Regions from separate parts of the Columba livia genome. Here region 1 is linked to region 2. A link is a contact called in public Hi-C data. All regions are on one chromosome and are shown on one strand. Each heading gives the region's core, a stretch centred on a gene start, on an enhancer-like site or on the middle of the called end of the contact. The rest is flanking DNA. Distances are from core to core; before and after follow the strand shown.

Region 1 (4,668 bases), core at 874-3,373, 170 kb after region 2:
ATGCATTGAGAAATGGACTCTGGCTGACTTGGAGAAGAAATATTGAGTTTTTTCATCTTGGTGCGCCTATAAGATAGAGCTGGTTGTACAACTTCAATGAGATTTTGCTTTCCTGTACAGTGTTAAACACAAGCTAAAGCAATGCTGCAGTGTTACTTCCAAGGTAGGGCACCCACTGACAAGTGGTCCGCATCACTCATTGTCCTACTACTGCCATCTAGGGCAGGATTCAGGTGCCTAAATCTAGTGCCAGGGAGATGCCTTCAGCTAGCTAGTCAAGACATCTGCACAGGACTTAGAAAATCACGTTGCAAATCTGCAGCAGGTTCCTACTATTAATGTTTGTTTCTGCTGGGCCAGAGTGTCTCTGCAACAGGGAGAAGGGGGAACTTGGGGCAGAAGCCTAATTTTGGAGAATGCTTACAGCTAGTTTGTTCCTATACGTTGCAGTACCACAATGTGACTCCCTTCTGCTCTGCAGGACTCTGCAGCCAGTAGATGCTGGTGCATCCCCTGGTATCCCCAACCCACTCTGCAGCCCGTAATCCAAGTCCTCAATTGCTTCTCTCTGGTGGAGCCAAGGGTCCTGGCCAGAGATGAGCAGAGTCCACTGTTGCCCAAGAACATGTCTGCGGTCATTTGGGAAGGAGAGGGAGTGCACCTCTGGGATATATGGAGGTGAGCCCTTCTTCATATGAAGCATATGTCATCTTGCAACAGATAATGATCACCAAGAGTGGAAAATAAATAGTTTTTTTCAGACATAAAAACTGTTGGTGCACTGGGAATCCAGTGTGGGACTGATGCCCCACAGTGGCAGCAAGCCATCTTCCTGAGGGATGGTGGGATGGTGGGACATCCGCATGATCAATCCAGCAGACAGTAGGGTTGGGTTCCCTGCCTGTACCACAGAAAATGAAGAAATATGCTGTGTCTGGGAGAAAATACATAGTGTGAGGGCGTGGAAATGTAGGCTCAGATGTGCTATCATGGGAGATGTGTGCTGGTGGGTGGAGGTGGCTCCAGGCAGGGATGCTCCCAGCCACACAAGCAGGGAGCATCTGAAGGCACCACAGGCTTGATGTGCATGCAAGGATGTGAAAGAGCACTACACAATGTGGATAATCTCTGCCTTCAATACCTCTGTCTGTGTGGGACTGCTTTTACGATCTCTGCTAAGGCTGAGGTGGCATGTAGCTGAGGAAAATGTCCTTAACTGTGCTCTGGGGGGTCAGAGCAGCAGGGCTGCAGACACAAGCCTCCTTCCCTCGTAATCAGCGGTGCAACCAGCTCTCAGCTGCATGGACATCAGAGACTAGGCTTCTGTGTAAGCTTAGCCTGACAGGTTGTTGATTAGGCCATGCTAGCTGGGAAAGCCTGCAAGCTTGGAATTCGTGAATTCCCTGATAATAATTTCTTAAAGAAGAAAAAAAAAAAAAAAAAAAAGAAAGAAAAAATAAAGTAGTGCAGCAGCTGTTCCCAGAGCAATGAAAACAGAGATGCCAGCAGGTATCTGTCAGGGACAATTTCAGAATTATAATTAGCGAGTAGAGAGAATGCTCATCAGAGGAATAACTTGAAGATGCAGATGAAATATGGGCTCAATGTAACATTAAGCAGAGGCACAGTTTTTAAAAGTGCAAAATTTATCATTCATGGAATACCAGAACACTCTTGCAAATTACGGGAATAAAATTGTTCTCTTGGCCTCGTAATGGATATATATTTCTATAGGAGTGTATCTTGTTTTGAAATAGCAGCCCCCATGTCCACTGTCTACAACAATGCTGTGATCTATGTGTGGTGCACTTGATGACACAAAAGACCTTTTCTCTGTCTGGGAAATACTGGGAATAATACTCTGTTTTATATTCCCGGAGAGCTGTGCCTAACTGAGATACACATTGACGGTAGGCATACTGCCATGCAGAAACTACTTCCCCAGGCATGTGTGCTCCCATGTGCCTTCTATCAGCAGCTGTAAAACGGGGCACCGAAATGCCATTGTATTATATACAGTGTGAAGTTCAGTAAAGCATTCTTGATGAGCCAGGGGTGAGTCAGCGTGCCTGTGAAATGTGGTTATCTCCGATACTGCCTGATCTCTAACCCAGAAACCCCTTGTTCCCTAAAAATGCAGCTCAAGAAACTCACAGATGGTTAACAAAAGGATTGCTGTGGGCTAAAAATAGAAAAATATCCTATGAAGTTGATGGTCTGTGCTGCCTACCAGCTTCAATAGCCGGTGGTGCTGGAAGGAAGTATGGGAATCGATGTATCAGAAGGCACCAGTGATGCAGGGAGCTGCACCTTCGCTAGGATGTCCTTTAGGGAGAGGTCAGTGCTCGTTAGCTTGATTGGATGAGTCTTGTTGCTGAATGAAGCCCTTGACAGCCTGCTCAGCCTGGAGTAATAATGAAGAAATTCCAGAAAATAGTTTTCACTAAAATCTCATCTCATTCAAAGTCAGGGATCCGCAAGAAGAAAGATGTGTCCCAGGACACGGCATAAGCTGCCACCATGGAAGATCATAGCAGTGTTGTGAATTATTTAATACTGACGCTGGCTCCAGGTTTGAGCACTGTATGAAAGTGCAGTACATAATGGATCCAGTCTCAAAGACATCACTTGTTGTTCATTTTGTGTCTTAATGTGTGCACAGTGGTTACCAGACAAATAAAACTGATACAGTTTCAGCCTGAAGAAGTTTTTTTATTAGACATAGCGTATGACATTAAATCACAAGTCAGTAGGGGGCTGGGAGAGATAAGGGTTTCAACAGACCCTGTGAGTAGCGGTAGCTTTATTCCCTCGATCCAGTACAATCAGCCCCACGCTCCAAACTAATAATCTGGGAAATTTGTCAGGCTATAGGACATCTGTCATCATAACTTCCATTTCAGAGAATGCCTTCTGAAGAGATGAGAACTCAAGAAATTATTTTTCTCAACAGGAGGAAAAAGTAAAATTAGCAATTGCTGAACTGCGAGCCAATAAACCAGCCAGGAATCTTTATGGCTATAAACCTGACAGGTCAAACTGCTGTAGTGTAGTGAATGAGGAATTTTAAAATGAAGAAGAGGAGCCAATACTTTGGGAAAAAAAAAGATCCAAAATGTAAGGAATTTCTTTTATTCCCACTAAGTAAAATCCCATTGAAACTCTTTTCCAGTACATAAAACAGGCTCCAGTACATCTCCCAAAAAACATATCACTTAATGTTCTTTATTGCCTAAAATCTCATAGAACTCTTTACAGGTATTAAGAGTACATTATTGTCTAGGTTTGGAGAACAAAATGTATTTTATTTCAAAAGAAAAGCAAAAAATTCATAAATGGATTTAATGTTCGGGGCATGAAAGAGTATCAGAAGAGACAGGGCTTTTATGTGAAAAAAAGTATCTGCAAATAAAACCAAAACAGAAGAAGGTTTTCTAAGAAAGTAATCTCCTAAAAATATGTGTCAAGGAAATATTTTAAAAAACGTACTTAGATGCTTTTTATTTCTCCTCAGAATTTGATTCTAGTAGCATGCTTTTTCCTGCGAAGGCTTGACAGTCACACAATGTTTTCATCTATGTATAATGCTAGCTATACCAGAATACAAATATATTAAAAGGTCTGTATGTACATATATATATATATGTATATATATACCATAACCTAAGGGCAAATCAAGAAATTGTAGCTATATCAACATTATCTGAACCTTGAATGTTACGCACGCATAAATTTACTAAATAAAATCTCTCTTAAAAATAAATTTGAGCAACTCCAGATTAAGTATGTAAAGAACCTGAGCTGTCCTCACATACACCCCATGCAATCAGCGTACTATTAAAACATTTTCATAGTGATTGCTTCTGCTTCAGTGACTTTGATTTTTAAAGATATCATCCTTCCAAAAAATGGCTCACCTTCCTGATGCCCCTTCTCTGCCATAGGCATTATTTTGCCTTCCTGTTTAGAAATACAGATTTATAAACAAGTAGCAAATCCCATCTTTTTTTATTCCTCAAATATAATCACTACATGCAGCTGGTTTGTGAAGCCCTTCACTACAAAAATGATGATTAACTTCTACTACAAAAGAACCTCTTTGAAATCTAATAATGTCTTAATAGTTTTGGGAGGGAAGTAACAGAAGCTCAATTGTTTTAGGAGAAAAACCCACCCACAATGTCTTATTTTTAGTGAACCTATTTTTAGCATTCTAAAATTAGCATTAGAATAACAACATAGTAAACCCAGGTCGTAGACTACTTCATTATCTTAGTTATTAGCCTGACAGCCTAAGTGAGTCGATTAAACATCAATGACAGAGGAGCTGAAGAGTTTAAAGGTCAATAAATACAGTGATAGGAATCCTTCAATGTAACCTTTTTCTACAGACTTTTGGGACTTAAATGTTGACAAGCTAATTACTCTTCTTTCCTAATGAAGTGAACCTTTCTTGATCAGCTGTTCACTGACCAGCTGATCACAGTTGCTTATTTTGAAGTTTGTAGAATTCTAACCCAACCTAAATTAAACTGGCAAATGGTAGAAATGAAAGCCAGATCCCAACTAGTTGATGTTTTTAATTGAACTCTTGTTAAAGAAAATTCTGTTCCCAAGTTGTAAAAGCAATTAAGTAATTGAGCCAAATTCCAGTTCACAGGCACATGG
Region 2 (5,096 bases), core at 1,919-4,418:
CACATTTCAACATTTTCTAAAAGTGGTTGGTATCGGTCCTTACTCATAAATCCTTACATTAAAAGAATCTGCTGGCCTGGGCCCTTAGTTAACAGGCTTTACAGTAAGGAAGTCCTGCAAACATTTATATACACACTTAAACTTACAAATCGAGTATTCCCAATGAAATCAACAGAACTGCTCTCAGTGGGCAAAATCAGACCAGGATGAAATGTCAGCTTTAAAGAAAGATCAGTCGCAAGATGTGAAGCAAGAGGGACCTCCAGCCTGGCCCAACGCAGTTGGGAGGTTCTTCTGTAGTTAAAGGGTGCAAACCAACAAGACATAGTATGGGAAATACTTTATTTTTCCCCATCGAAAGCTATTTGAGCTGAGAGGGCAGATGTGCAGGGTGCACTATGGGGGCTGTAGCTCAGCTCCACCACTGCTGCCTGGCAGTTCCATACCCTCGGTCTTTCTCCATGTTTCTCCAAACACACTGCAGCTGATCTTGCCTTTTGCTTGGGCTGCTCACATGGCTGCCATTTCTTATTTCATTACAGCGCTCCACTCCCTGTTCATCTCCATTCACATCTCACTCCTTGCATGTCTGAGATCTTTCTCAAAAGCCATATTGTTCCTGTTGTTCAGATTTTCCCTCTAACTTCCTATCGGACTGAATATTGCCACTGTCACGGTAAAGGCAACACAGACTGCATATCTGCTATGCTGTTCACCTCAAACACTAGCACTCCAAAAATGTTTTTGTTTTGCTAACAGGGAAACTGAAGCACACCAGCTAAAACTATTTGCCATGGACTATATAGCATGTGAACCCCAAGACATAGCCTAGAACCAAATCTCCTGACCTTTCCTTCTAGCACCCTGGTATTTAGGCATGAATTGGAAAATAAACTAAAAAGAGCATAAAAAAGGTGTCGCACTCAAGATAAGGTCAAAACAAGTTTTGATATGTTGACAAAAAACAAATGCTGATTGAAATCTGCCCTGGGTTGATTAATATTTTAATAGTCCTCCGAATTCTGTTACTTCTGCCATGACATTACATGTTAAAGTGCTACACGAGCAGCGGATTTCCCATGAATAAGGAAAATCGCAGCCACCTAGCCGTGGACCTGATTTCCTTTCCCTTTGCTATAATATTGTGTTCAATGCCCATTTTTCCAGCATTTAGACAGTTTAAGTGTTTGAACCTAAATTAGATGTTTTCGGTGAAAATACACAGTACAACAGGTAGACATTGTGGATCCATATGGCCCAGTCCAAATACTATTTCCCAGCTCACAGCTGAAAAGATTCACTTTGAAATTTCCTACGAAATACCTCTGCCGCTTCAAAAGCTTAGTCTTCCTTTGGCTCTCAACCCTGCAAATGCTTTAGCACAGGCATGTAAGCCAGGCCACTAACACGTGTAAATAACTCCACTGGTACTTATAATATACTAAGCAGATACATATATTTGGAGAACAAGACCTTGTTTAGGTAAGAAAACATTATTGTAATTTTTTTTCCTTTTCTTTTGCAAAACTCCAGCTTTGGAAAAGAAATAATAATGTTACGTAAATTTGAGGTAACAAACCCAAGCTCTAATTTCATTTTATTGTCACACAAACCAAAATGTTTGCTATTCTTAGGAAATGCGCAAAAAACATTAGGCCAGTTGTGAAAATCTGTGACCTGGTCCTGTAATCATTCAAAATGTCTTTTATGAATTCAAAAACTGGCCTATAGAACCTGATCCCTTTGTATCTTCAGTATGTTTTCAAAGGATTAAATCTCAAGATACTTTTTATGGGATTTTTTTGTACTACCTGAACAGAAATATTTCTTAAATTATTTACAACACAGTACTGCAATAAGAACAGGACACGCGTGTACTCGCCAGCACAGCAGTACAGAGATGGGCCTGCACACAGCCCCCTCCACGTGCACTCACACCCCCCTCCACGTGCGGAGCTGCCGCACTGCACCCCCGACACCCAACGAAGCACCACGTAGTGCGGGAGGACCGAGAACAAAACTGGTGGTATTAAACAGATCGCTTTTATGCTTGAAATTAATAATATACAAACGAAAAGCGATATAATAATTGCAATCAATCGCTCCGCCCTTTTTTTTTTTTAATAATACACGGCGACGCAACGCACTGCAGGCGTTCCCGGCAGCGGTTCCTTTGTAAAATCACAAAATGTTAAGGATTGGAAGGGACCTCGAAAGATCATCCAGTCCAGTCCCCCTACTGGAGCAGGAACACCTAGATGGGGTTACACAGAAATGTGTCCAGGTGGGTTTTGAACGTCTCCAGAGAAGGAGACGCCACAACCTCCCTGGGCAGGGGTGCAGTCTAGAGGCACCTGAGCGAGATATCCCATAGGTAGGACTCGGACGCTCAGAAGGGCACCCCGTGTGGCGCTGTGTTTCTCGCAGGAGTCCCCGGAGGGGCCGGCTGGTGCTGCGGGTGCTCGGCCGGCTCTCCCGGCCCGCTTGCCGGGAGGCAGCTGGCGGCGAAGGGCGGGGGGAAGACCCTCGGAGAAGCCCCATTGTTTAGGTTTGTGTCACAAGCCATGAGACTACTTAATTTCTTTCATCTCTGGAGTTTTCATTATCATTCAAATTTCATTTTCCATTAATTGATCGGGGATTAGCGAAGCCATTATGCAAAAATTAGTCAAGCCAGAGGCGATGAATAATTCATGATAGACAATTACACTTCTGTTCCTGCGGTACTTCCTAACTTCCCTCCGACTTCCCGCCTGCTGGAGCGGGCAGCCCTCGCTCCCGGCCGCGGCGGTGGGCCCGGCGCCCCGGCAGCACGGCGGGGCCGCCCGGAGCGAGGCCCGGCGAAGGGAAGCCGGGCCCTGCGGCGAGACGCGGGGCCGGGCCGGGGGGTCCGGTGCGGGCGGTGGTCCCGCCCGCCGCTAGGTGGCAGGCGCCGCCCGCGGTGCGCGGAGGGGCCGCGGAGGCCGCCGCGCGGTCCCCGCCGATCTCACGATCGTTATCGGGTGCGACCGCAAGCGCGGTTGGCTCGGGCGGGCGCGGCGGTGCCTGCCTGCCTGCCTGCCTGCCTGCCTGCCTGCCTGCCTGCCTGCCTGCCTGCCTGCCTGCACCCCCCGCCCCCGCGACGGGGTGCCGGTCGGGAGCGGGAGAGGCCGCGGGCGCTCCCCCCGCCCCGTCACCCGCGCGTCCCACACCCCTCACGCCGGGCATCTCATTTATCCCACCGGACAGTTGTTGCCCCATTAAAGCGCAGTCCCACCCTTCGCGAGGACCTTTCATCTGGGGAAGTTTTATGACACTTTGTAAATGTGCAAAGTTTTTAATTAGACTCGCCAGACAGCCCCAGGCAGCACTAGCGCCACGAAGTCTTCATGCTTCTCTCTGCTTTACAGCACAACAAGCCGCTCTACTCCTTTGAAGACAATGCCGACTATGTCTACGATGTCATGTGGTCGCCAGTGCATCCCGCGCTCTTCGCCTGCGTGGACGGGATGGGGCGCCTGGATCTGTGGAACCTGAATAACGACACCGAGGTGAGGCGGCGCGGCGGCCCGACGGCGGCCGGTGCTGGGAAGGCGCGGGCGGGCGCCGGGCGAGACCTTAACCCTCTGAGGGCCGGTGGCGCTGCCGAGCACCCCCTCGCTACCCCCCCCGCCGGGGGTCTGCGGGGGCGCCGGGCTTCCCTCAGGGCGCGGGGAGCCCGGCGTCGGCTGCCGCCCGCGCCCCGGGGCGCGGCGGGGAGGGCAGGTCCCGCTGCCGGGGGCGCCTGACCGCCCCCCTCTACCGCCCGCCTTCCCTCCCGCCTCCCTCTCTCCCTCCCCCGCGGCGGCGCTGCTGCTGCTCTGGGTACCTGTCGGGCATGGGGAGGGCCGGCTCCGGCACCCCCGGCAGAAAGCCAACACAAATAGCCGCGGTGCCGGAGTCTCCCTTCCCTCTCTGTTATTTCAAGGTGCAGTTTTAAACCGCGCCCGTTTTCTAGTTTGGGGTTTTTTTTTGCCCCCCCTTTTCCCCCTCCCCGTTGAGCCAGGAGCTTCAAACGCGGCGTTGCCGCTGCCTCCCCTCGCCGGGGCGGTCACAGCTTGGCAGCCCTGCCAGCGGCCTGGGCCCGCTGGCCTCCGCGCTCCCGAGCTGCCTAGTCAGAGGCTTCGTTTCCCTCCCTATTTACCCTCTGCTCCGAAATCTCTGGAGATTATAACTTGCAAGCCCCGTCCCGGTACCTCCTGCGTGTCAGAAACCCAACGTGCCCGGGTCCCTTCCCTCACCTCCCGCCTTTCTGAGCCGCTGGCAACGCCGCTTGAGGCTTTTTTAAGCACGGGGCATCACTCTCACGTTATTTGCGATTTCACACCCTCACCTTTTTTCTTTTTTAAAATTTGCAGCGAAAATTAACGGCGTAAATGAAAATGAAAAATAACAAGTTTATTTCCCGTTGCTGTTAAGTAAATAACAGGGACCACTGGGAAGGAGACGTCACATCTTTGAATTTTGCTGATGAGAAAGGATTAATCAGCTTTTTTCAAAGACTGAGAATGATAAATACTGCATTTTTTAAAGTCACTCTCTAGACGTACCAAACACCCCTTTTTCCTCCCATTATTTCAGATTTTTGAAAATGCTGCAGACTTACATATATATATATATATAAAATTTATTTTTTAATTTGAATTTGCTTTGAAAATGGTTTTGAGAAAACCCGTCACATTGCTGGAGGTCAGTCTTAGATGTCCAGCATCAGTGTTCAGCACAAGAATCAAAATATTTTTCCACATCCGAAGTCTTGTGTATTTTCACTTGATGCCACGTAAAATTAAGAACAAATGAGACTTAAAAAAAGTCACGTATTAGCTGACAGCTTCTTTGTATTTCCAAAAAAGAGAAAACCAAAGAGCAAGTAGCAGTATTTCCCGCCATACACCTTTTTACAATTTGAATTATTTATCTTTTTTTTTTAAGATCAGTTTGATCATTAATATGCCCTTCATGTAAACATGCTGTACATTTCACACAGAGTAAAATACGGGCGCCTTTTATGGCTTCCAGTGAGTGGTGTGTGCCATAAATAAGCAGAGACAGGTAAGAGGAACCAGCACCGGGCGCTG

What was found. A called contact is a pair of places that touch in the nucleus more often than the background predicts.
Region 1: a Hi-C map of crop shows a contact between it and region 2, with 2.0 times the contacts expected there. The contact joins two enhancer-like sites. A contact is called at or near these places in 2 of 2 Hi-C or Micro-C datasets (crop and liver).

The regions. Positions count from the first base shown.
Region 1 is chr2:27,316,513-27,321,180 of bColLiv1.pat.W.v2, forward strand. No RefSeq gene overlaps it. Among named protein-coding and RNA genes, the nearest start is that of SLC25A13, 35 kb to the left of the region's middle. Within about 2 kb of position 2,124, at least 1 of the 3 cell types and tissues checked has an H3K27ac peak away from gene starts, as active enhancers do.
Region 2 is chr2:27,149,328-27,154,423 of bColLiv1.pat.W.v2, forward strand. It overlaps DYNC1I1 (dynein cytoplasmic 1 intermediate chain 1), which reads left to right. Exons shown (of 16, transcript XM_065051126.1): 14 at 3,390-3,530. Among named protein-coding and RNA genes, the nearest start is that of SLC25A13, 130 kb to the right of the region's middle. Within about 2 kb of position 3,169, at least 3 of the 3 cell types and tissues checked have an H3K27ac peak away from gene starts, as active enhancers do.